Regions from separate parts of the Gossypium arboreum genome. Here region 1 is linked to region 2. A link is a contact called in public Hi-C data. All regions are on one chromosome and are shown on one strand. The core of a region is the stretch at or near the end of the contact, and the rest is flanking DNA. Distances in the headings are between cores, read along the strand shown. Region 1 holds the start of LOC108486733 (pyruvate dehydrogenase E1 component subunit beta-3, chloroplastic-like). Region 2 holds the start of LOC108483206 (ornithine aminotransferase, mitochondrial).

Evidence for each region. A called contact is a pair of places that touch in the nucleus more often than the background predicts.
Region 1: a Hi-C map of leaf shows a contact between it and region 2, with 4 times the contacts expected there. The contact joins the promoter of LOC108486733 here to the promoter of LOC108483206 in region 2. A contact is called at or near these places in 2 of 5 Hi-C or Micro-C datasets (both in leaf).

Annotation. Positions count from the first base shown.
Region 1 is chr6:20,888,293-20,893,861 of ASM2569848v2, reverse strand. It overlaps LOC108486733 (pyruvate dehydrogenase E1 component subunit beta-3, chloroplastic-like), which reads right to left and starts at 2,432. Exons shown (of 4, transcript XM_017790932.2): 1 at 1,866-2,432; 2 at 1,677-1,783; 3 at 1,519-1,562; 4 at 1-777. The coding sequence starts at 1,974.
Region 2 is chr6:20,612,714-20,618,246 of ASM2569848v2, reverse strand. It overlaps LOC108483206 (ornithine aminotransferase, mitochondrial), which reads left to right and starts at 2,179. Exons shown (of 11, transcript XM_017786476.2): 1 at 2,179-2,370; 2 at 2,494-2,999; 3 at 3,635-3,743; 4 at 3,992-4,222; 5 at 4,631-4,790; 6 at 4,958-5,013. The coding sequence starts at 2,845.

The sequences.
Region 1 (5,569 bases), core at 1,183-3,682, 280 kb before region 2:
TCCACAATAAGAACACGATGTGTCTTCTTAACTGAGTTACCAATGGTGTAAAGATCAAATGGTTTCAATGACCTAATATCAATTACTTCAGGATCATAACCCTTGTTCACCAAAGTTTTTGCTGCCTGCATCACATGATACCTCATCCTTGAATAGGTTAGAATAGTGACATGTTCTCCAGGCCTTACCACCTCAGCTTCCTCAAGATTACAGATATAATCCTCATCTGGGATTCTCTCCTTGAGGTTGTAAAGCAAAACATGCTCAAAAAGTATAACAGGGTTCTCACTTCTGATAGCAGCCTTCATTAATCCCTTGGCATTGTAAGGGGTTGAACATGCAACCATTTGAATTCCAGGTATTGACTGAAAATAGGACTCAAGGCGTTGAGAATGCTCTGCACCAAGTTGCCGTCCAACACCACCAGGTCCACGAATAACTATTGGTATGGTAAACTGGCCACCAGACGTATAATGAAGCATACCACAATTGTTTGAGATCTGATTAAAAGCAAGGAGGAGAAATCCCATGTTCATACCCTCAACAACTGGTCTCAAGCCAGTCATAGCAGCTCCGATTCCCATGCCAGTGAAAGAGTTCTCCGCAATAGGGGTGTCAAGAACCCTAAGGTCCCCAAACTTCGTAGCTAGTCCTTTGGTCACTTTGTAGGAACCTCCATAGTGACCCACATCTTCACCCATGACACACACACGGGGATCCCTCTCCATTTCTTCTTCCAATCCCTCTCGTAGAGCTTCAAAAAGTAAAAGCTCATTCCTGGGATACAATATAGATCTAGTTACATATATCACTCCAACAATTTTTCATAAAATAACAAAACAAAAGACATGATTGTGACAAGTATGAATATAAAAAGAAATTAATGATGAACATAGCTCCATTGCAACACACAAAACAGACATATATACATGCAAGCATACACCCAAGAATCAAGTGACATCCATTCAACCTTTGACGCACATGCCTCTGACAATCAGTTGATGACAGTAGACAGACAGCAATGAATCAGTCATTTTAGAAAGACCTACTATAAGCCAACATCAACAGTGATATGGAAAAACAAATTCACTTGTGAAAGAATGTACCCTTTTTTTTTTTTTTTAACATAAAACTGTACTGATGTTAGAAAGAGGTTAATGCCTGAATGGTATAAAATGCATGAACATTACCATAATATGAGCAAGACTTGGTTAAGCATGCATCTCAACTAAAGTTGCAGGATTGCAATGAAAAGAGGAAAAAAAATGTTCGTCAAAACCAAGGCATGAACTGAAAAAAAAAAAGACTAAGTTATAAAATAATACAAAAGAATCAAAATATCAATGCAAGCTTTGGGCTATGTCATTAGGCAGACAAGTTAGAAAAATTGAGCAATACCATGCTAATACAACACTAATAATATCAACATATTTCATATTTAACAAAATTAGAGCAATTAACAACAATGTAACACTAATTCAAAAGTTAATTCTGAACTCTAAAATGGAAAATAATTACCCTGGTTTCGAAAATGACGACGCTGCGGAGCTATCTTCTTTGGTCTAAAAAAATCAAAATACAATTGAAATTAGTAACATCATAGGAAATGACACTAAGCCTTTTCAAAACGTAGAAAACGAAGAGACAGAGAGAGGGGAATAAAAAGGAAGTATTACCGCAACTGCATTGGCAATAAATTGTTGAGCCCTTCGACATTTAGGGTTCAAATCCAAGTTCATGGTTCCATCAGATCTGACTACCACAAAGCTCGGCGCTTTCCTCACTGAACCAAAACAGTATTCAGAAACCATTTTTTTTTAAAAAAATCTGAAATGAAAATGAAAAAAGAAAAAAGAACAACGAACCGGAGAAGGATCTACGAGGAGAAAAAAGAAAATTTTTGGAATCGAAAGAATTGGAGGGTAATGATGATAACGCAGCAGCCGCCCCAACTCCTTGGAAGATGGCAGCCATTGAATTTGCACTTGCAGCAGCGAAAGTAAAAAAGAAATGAAATTTATTTAAAACAAAATGGAAATAAATTAAACAGGAAGAGTGAAATTTATACGAGAGGAGTAAGACAACTAGGCGGAGAATTTGAGGGTCTTTTTATTGATATTAATTTTTTTTTTAAATGTTGGGCGATTTATTTGGAGTGGAATACACGCACAAGGCATTGTTTTCATCGAAGACTAGTTCATTTAGGTTTAAATGATGAACGGTGATGCTTTGAGATTAACGATTGGGTTGTGGCGCATGTGCAACACGAAGTGGTGTTTTCTGTTGGACCAGCTAACAAAACCTAACCTGCAGCTCGTTAGTGGTTGGAACTGCGGGAATTATCTGGTACTCCTCGGCTTACAACTTTTAAACTAAGCAGTTCTTTTTTTTATGAGAAATTATCAGAAAAACAAAGTAAATTGGTTTGATTTATAAAATTAGGATGAATTAATACAAATGTTCCCAACATATTACTAATGAAATGTGAAAGAAAAGAAAAACATGCTTCACCACTCACTGCATTGGTGTTATCTAAACACACGTTAAAGCCCATTTGAGGGTCATTTTACAAAAAAAAAAAAATTCCTTCTCTAAAATTATTTACGGAAATAGGCTAACTTTTTTTATTATTTACCAAAAAAGGTCGAATTCCCTAAAAATGCGTCCATATCAGCGCGATCTCAAATGATGTGTCAGCAAAACGTGTCCTTGGGGGAGCGTTTTGTCCACGTCAACACAAAGCGCGCCCTCAAGGAAACGCTTTGTGCTGACGTGAACAAAACGCTCTCTCAAAAATGCGTTTTGCCTTTTTTTTTAGGGTTAGGATTTTTTGTATTGGTTTAGGGTTTTATGGTTAATGTTTTTAAGGTTAGGGATTTTAGGTTTTTAGAGTTTAGGGTTTAGATTTTTTAAGAAAAAATTAATTAAATTAGGGTTTAAGGTAGTCGATTAAATTAATTATTAATTTAAAAATTGATTAGATTAGGGTTTAGGGTTTTAAGGTTAATTAATTAAATTATGGATTAATTTTTTAAATAATTTTGTGTTTAGGGTTTTGGAAAAATATATTAGCAATAAAAAAAATTCTACAGTAGTTTTTGAAACAATAAATTTGAGAAGACGTTTCTGAACAAATAGTGCCAAAAACGCTTCAAGCAGGATGCACTGTCAGCAAAAGTATTAAAAAAAAGCTTCCACGTGGACGCGTTTTTCCTAGTAGTTTCTGAAAAAAATAATTTTGAGAAGATGTTTCTGAACAAATAGTGTCAAAAATACTTCAAGCAGGATGCACTGTCAGCAAAATTACTAAAAAAAGCTCCCACGTGGACGTGTTTTTTCTACAGTAGTTTCTAAAAAAATAATTTTGAGAAGATGTTTCTGAACAAATAGTGTCAAAAACGCTTCAAGCAGGATGCACTGTCAGCAAAAGTACTGAAAAAAGTTCTTACGTGGATGCGTTTTTTCTACAGTAGTTTCTGAAAAAATAATTTTGAGAAGATATATCTGAACAAATAGTGTCAAAAACGCTTCAAGCAGGATGAACTCTCAGCAAAATTACTGAAAAAAGCTCTCACGTGGACGCTCTTTTTCTACAGTAGTTCCCATTTGGCCTTAGACTATAAATGAGCCAAATTTCATTCTCAGGTTGCATAAGTTACAGCAAGAAAAATTAGAGAGGCTAAGTAGAAAAGAAATTAAAGATGGGTGAACGTATTAGTGCTATTATTTACTATGATTGTGAGGTACGTCACACAGAGAACGGCGTTGTTTTTTTATCAGAGAATACAGCGCGACTGGTTTTTAACCAGAACATAGATTTGACAAAACTTCGTAAAAGAATTAGGCGTAAAATCTTTGGAACGACGCCAATGAAAGTTTTGTCTATTAAGTATCGATTTTTTGCTTCGGTTGATCCCATGACATATGACTTATTCGATATCAATGGTGTAGACTCATCTCGCTAGTGGATCACTCTATCTTGAGTTATATGTACAATTTTCATTGCCAAATGATGCATTTACAACTTCAACATCTACTGTTGTTCGAGAGGAATACACGACCCCTGTCCGACACGCAGTTAGTGGATGGCAAAATAGGGAAACGCCCGTTTTTGGTAGCAGTATGGAATACACAACCCCTCCATTAATGCATGAGATATACACATTGGTGGGTCGATGTTTGATGCTGGAAATACGTACTGGGGAATGACATCAACTTCTAATGGATCACAATCCACATCTAATTGGGGATATTATGAAACATTTAGAAGAAGGGATGATCTACTCCCTACGACGTCCATCAGCGAGGGGACCTCGTACGTTGCAGATAATGGTAGGTTGGATAATGAGTCCGATGTGAATCCACCTTGAGAGCCCAGCCTCGATGGTGCAGAAGTTGTATTATTTTTTGAACCAGAGCCTGTTCCAACCAAACCTAAAAATGTTGAAAGGGGCTCAGATGAAGAAAAAGAATATCCGTGATTTAGGGCATACTCGCCTCCAGCCCACATGTATAATGTCGATCTATCTGCAGATGATGCATTGGAGTTTCCAGATCTACCACACAGAAGGCGTGATCATACAAGTTCATGATTGGATTCGGGTGAATTGGAAGTTGGTAATGAGTTTTCCAATAAGAATAGTTTTCTTGGTGCATTGAAACAACATAGCATCATGAACGAGGTTAACTACAACATGGTTAAATCCAAATTCGATAAGTTTGAGGCCAAGTGTGCAGTGTAAGACGGTACATGTTCATGAAAAATCTACACCTCGTTGAGGAAAAGGGCAGGGTTGTGGGAGATAAAAAAGTACAAAGGTCTATATACATGTGCTGGAGGTACAGTATTTAGGGTTTTTAAATAATACTGTTATTATGTAATGTTGTATTATTTAACGTACTTCTTTGACAAGTGTTTCACAAGATCATCCCAAGATAGATTCAAATATGTTAGATAGCTTAACACTACCGACGGTGAAGGCAGATTTAGGACTTCAGTACCGGTCTTAATTGTTATTACTCATAGCCAATTGAGGTACATGCCCTATTACCGTAAGGCTTGGATAGCTAAGAAGCAGGTGTTGGGAAATATACATAATGGGTGGAACGCTTCATATAATGAAGTGTGGCATTGGTGTCAAGTGCTGGAGAAATACGTCTCAGGATGCATAACAGACCTTGAAATGGCACCTGCGTACTACAACGACTGATTGATTTGTGGATGCCAAGTGTTCAAGTATCTGTTTTGGAGCTTTAAGCAATGCCGAGACGCATTTCTATACTACAAGCCATTGGTACAAATTGACGGTACCTTTATGTTTAGTAGATATACCCATCAGCTATTGCTAGTTGTGGCACAGGATGGTAATGGAAGAATCCTTCCAATTGCGTTTGCAATAACACTGGGGGAGTCAGCTGATGGCTGGGATTTCTTTCTTTCTAGGTTAAGGAGGCATGTTTGCCCCCAACCTGATATCTGCGTTATATCAGATCGGGGCACTGAATACTAGCCGCAATTGAGTGACAGAGAAGCCTATGGCATCGCACACACCATCGGTATTGCCTAAGG
Region 2 (5,533 bases), core at 930-3,429:
AATTAACTATTTATTCTATATATATAATTTTAAGTGGATGGAAAGAGGAAATTCATTCATCTTCTTCCACCATTTTCTATTAAAGAAGGAAGGAAAGAAAATTTAAGCATCCCTTCAACATTCAGTCATAAATTCAAGTAAGTTCTTAGTCCATCAAATATCCTTAAATAGTTAAGTTTGGGCTTCTTTATCATTCCGCAACACTTGCAAAATCCTTTGTGCAACCTATTTTAAACTTAACTCAACATGTGTGTATATTATAAAAAGAGATGATTATGAATAATTTTTCATAAATTGTATCATATTCTGTAAGGTTCCATTCTTTCTTTCTACCATGAATATCAAAATTAATTTAGGTAGTCTAATTAGGTTTTCCAAACTTACATTTCATCAGCCGCACTATAAAAACCCTAAACTAGGAAATCTAACAATCTAACTCTTTTTTTTTAATTCATTTATAATTCTTTTTATTTTATAATCTTTAATAGTTTTATAATTTTTAAAATGCTTATAAGTTTTATAATTTTGTAGTTTTCCGATAACCTTTTTTTAAAATTTAAATAATGACATGATATAATTTTAAAGTGTCACATCATCACCTCTTAACGACGTTACAAGAAAATGACTAAATTGTTTGATGAAATCTTTGTTCAAGTACCAATATAGACCAATTTTTTTTTAGGACCAAGATGTTGGGGATCAACCTGTATAAATAATGAACAACAAAATAGAGAAAATCAAACAAACAAATATTTACGTGGAAAATTCTCAGATAAGAAGATAAAAAATCAAATGCAAAAGGAGACTTCACTAATGAGAAAGTAATCTGAAAAGTACAAGATAGAGATAATAAAAAATAAACCCTGAACGCCGAATACAAAATCCTCCGACTAAAACACAAAATTCTCTTAAAGCTCTGTTAAAGTTATTTCTTAATTGTGTTATGTTATATTTTTCATCAACTATTCTAGGATTACTAAAGGCCCTTTTATAGACCAAATTAGGAGGTCAAATATGACTAAAATATCCTAGATTAATCAGAATTTGATTGGGGAAAACAATTAGAGTTTAACTAAGAGAAGAAACCCGATTATCGTGGGAACACCTCATCACATCGCAACGTCCCAACACTTCTCGTCATGACATCATCATCATCATGACATCCGATGTCGTGTCATCAAGACGTCGTCTGCTTCATGTCTCCAATTGGCTTCATGTGATTGCAACGTCACGTGGATCTTCGTCGTGATGACGCCTCTGCTTTGGCTCTTGATTTGTCCAAAATGCGAGGCACACTCCACACAAGATGAAAAAGATTGCCAAGTTCAAGAACTAAATATGGCCTTGTTTTGTCTTTGTAATTACTTTTTAGTGATATGATTAAATTGTTGTCACTACAGTCAATAATTTGGTGATAAATAACGATTCATCATTGTAAAACTTTTTATTTAGGAATTTATTTTTTCGTCACTTTACTTTCTTGTGGTGAATTAATTTATGTCAGTAAAGCCCTTTTTGCCAATGAGTAAACTTGCGTCACTTTTGATAGATGTTATATCGTTGCATTGAATTTCATCACTATAAGCATCTTTTATCAGCGTACAAATTTTCTTTCCCTATGGTTGACACATTTAGCCAAGGTTTATAGATTAGTTAGGCCATTGATTCATCAATCTAACTACTTTGATTAAAAAATCATTAATATTTTTTTAAAATGAAAATATTAAAAAAAACCCTATTTTTTTAGCTAGTTTTGTTGGTCTGTATCAATGTCCAATCTAACTAGTTCAATATCATTCTTTGAATCGATAGCTCAATGAATTTCCAATCCAATCCAATTCAAACATCATTGTCTTTAACAATAGCATATTTTCTCTCACTTTTGCCTTTTGCATGAACTAACTCTTTTAACGTTATAGTTTAGTGATTTAATTTATGGATAATAACTTTCATTGTATAATTAACTTTTGGTAGAGTAAATTTTTTAGTGTAAATTTTGTGGTAGGTAAATAAACATAAATAAGAGTATATTTAAGGGGCTAGCAGGGGTGACCCTTTTATTTTAAAAAAAAATTATTTAGACCTTTTAAAAATTTAAATTAATAAAAATAAAAACTTCCTAAAATAATAAAAATTTAATAATAATAAAATTACCATAAAAATTACAATTTAAATATTTTATGATTTCCATAGCATGAACAACTCCCGACCCTGATCCCAAAGCCATAAGTGGAGGGCTCAGCCACTCAGCACGGTATCATATGATTGGTTAACTCTACCGGTGACTTGTATCATTAAAAGACTTTGATAGGTGCGGCAAATCGGATTATTTTGGAATTGGATGGAATCTTACGTGTAATCGACTCCAAGGTTGGCATATTTCCCTTATCTTCCGTTTCCTTTCTAAATATAAAAATAACTCGTTAATGCCATGATTATAAAGAAAGGGAAGCCATGATTATAATAATACAAGTTTTTATTGCTTTCATTCAGTTGTTTGTATGATCTTCTACCATCTGGAACACGAAAAAGGAGAAACTATCTTGAAAAGTGTAATTGAGTTTTTCTAAACAAAAGAATGGGAAGTTTTTGTCGGTTTCGTACAAAGCTCGGGGTATTATTAGATAATTGAGACATTGGGATTTGGATTTGGATTTGGATTTGGAAGACTTGCGTGCGGTTACACTCAGCTTGCGGATACAAAAGAATTTATGCCGGAAAACAGAGGAGAAAAAACTTCCCATTTTACTGTGCACCGTAATATAAAACATCATTATCTAATATAACCCTCCAAGTCCAAAAGAGAGAGAAAAAAGATAACAAACCTGTTGGTGTCACCCGGAAATGGCGGCAACGAGGAAACCCTTACTGTCTTTGCTAAGCAGAGTGAGCCGAACAAGCAGGAGGACCTATGGTGTTCTGGCTGAAGGCAGCTCTTCTTCTTCTTCTTCCTCTTCTAACCATCTCATCAACCTTGAATACGAATATAGTGCCCACAAGTAAGTTCTTTTCTCTCTTTTTTCATTTGATTCATCCTTAATCTCTGGGCTTAATCTTTCTCTTCTTCTGGCAATTCAGTTTTTTTCTTCTTGTTTTGGGTTCTGGGTTTTTGGTTCTTTGATCTGAAAAGCATCTACTATCACTTGTATTCATGTTTTCGGTTTTGCTTACGTTTATCGGAAACATATTTATTATAATTAGTATTTGTGGTTTTGGTTTTGCTTTGTTAGCTTCAAGCTTTAGTCTTTGTTGATCGTTCCTGTTAGAATGATGGATTATGTGAGATTTTTCTTCGATAATATAAATGGGTTCAATTGATCTTTCCTGTTAGAATGATGGAGTATCTGTTGCTGTGTCCAAGTTCAATAGGGTGAAATTTTTTAACTTCTGTATTCAGGTTTTGTTGATATAATTAGACCATGCCCTAATATGTAGACTCAGCCAATTAGATTAATGGATTTTGTTGAGGACCTTTGATTGAGTTTCAATGTGGAGAATAGGAAATCACAAAACTTTTCCATGGAGGATATTTTTTATGGTCTCTGAAGTTGCCTTTTCATTTGTAATTTGATTCCATTGCCTTTATTTTTTCAAGGATAGAGTAAGCAAAATTACTTTTCTTGTTCAAGTACAGTTATCACCCAATTCCTGTTGTATTCTCTGAAGCAAAGGGATCAATCATATGGGATCCAGAAGGCAAGAAATATCTGGATTTTCTATCAGCTTACTCAGCTGTTAATCAGGTATAAACAGTGTAATTTATGTTGTAGTAATCCCTACACCTGTAGGTACCTCTTTGCTTTGTCTTATTAATCCATTTGTTCCTTCTGTTATGCACTAGATCGGGGGGTGGGGGGGCAGAGGGAATTCCTCTTGCCGAGCATACTCAGCCAAAAGGCAGAGTAAAAGCAAAGAAATCCACCATTTGCATTTTTCTTGGCAATTTGAATTCAATTTTATCTGTAGTTTATGTCATTGCTTGCCACTGTAGGGACATTGTCATCCAAAGATCATCAAAGCATTTCAAGAACAGGCAGAAAGACTCACTCTCAGTTCTAGAGCCTTCTACAATGACAGGTTTCCAGTTTTTGCTGAGCGTTTGACAAGCATGTTTGGTTATGAGATGGTGCTTCCTATGAACACTGGTGCTGAAGGAGTGGAAACTGCTCTGAAGTTGGCAAGGAAATGGGGTTATGAGAAGAAAAAAATTCCCAAAAACGAGGTAAATCTTTTCAAGCTTTGCTAACTGATCTTTTGTTGTGTCTAATAGTTCCTCTTACCTGATGTGAGGCCATTAGCTGGGAAAGTATTGTAAGTTGGTTTTGGGGGCGAGAGGTGTATGGGATAATTCTGATTTTATGTAATTACTATTTTGCTTCGTCCAATGACCTTAATTGGAGATAGATACAAATACTGGAGTTCTATACAAGGGGAAAATAGTAGTTCAGGAACAGAAAACTTGTGGTGTTCCTTTTTTATTTAATTTAGTAGCAAGGCACTTCTGATTTTGGATGGCAGCTTATGTTCTATATTGTTTATCTTTCTGGCTTGGTATTATATATATGCATATATATAATCTAGTAAAGTTTTATTTGTTTTTATGTTTGATTAAATAATTGTGCATATGCAGGCTATTATCGTCTCTTGTTGTGGTTGCTTCCATGGTCGCACATTGGCTGTCATCTCTATGAGCTGTGACAATGAGGCTACTCGTGGATTTGGGCCATTAGTGCCTGGTCATATTAAAGTTGATTTTGGTGATGCTGTTGCCCTTGAGAAGATCTTTAAAGGTTTGAATAGTCCCAGTACTTTTTAGTTTATTTTTTATTTGGTGCTTAAGAGGCATCAATTATTCTGGATGATCTATCTCAGTAATTTATCTTCAATGTCTTGATATATGCAGAAAAAAAGTACTTTTCTTCTATTCTAACACATTACTTATTCCTTTTGAGTGCAGAACATGGAGACAGAATAGCAGGATTTCTCTTTGAACCTATTCAAGGAGAGGCTGGTGTAAGTTTATTATCAAACATTATAAGGCTATTAAGTAGTTTGAATGGACTTGATTGATCTTTTGTGGTTTTGCTCCCTTTAGTTGTGGATATGGGAACTTTTATTGAGCCAGCAGTTTGTTCATCTTTTCCATGGTTGATATGTGTGTGTGTGTGTGATATGCTAAAGTGTTTTTGGTCTTGGTAGCTATAACTTGGTAGTTATGGGAGCTTCTTTATCCCCACCCCATTATAAGGAAACTATCCTATATGGTTACATGATTAGTACAGGGATTGATAAATTAAGGGAGATTTGAACTAGAGATCTTTTTGATGGATAGTTTTCTCTACGAATTAGGTCCCATTGATGCAGATAGTCATTAACAAGTTAGCACTTCCACCAAGTGTATGTCCTTTTTAGAAATAGAGTTTTACATAATATACAGAATTACAACCAATCTTTAAATATGAGAGATCACAGAAGATTCACACACAGAGAAAATTAAAAAAAAAGGGCGTTTTTTGTTTCCTTTCTCAAATTA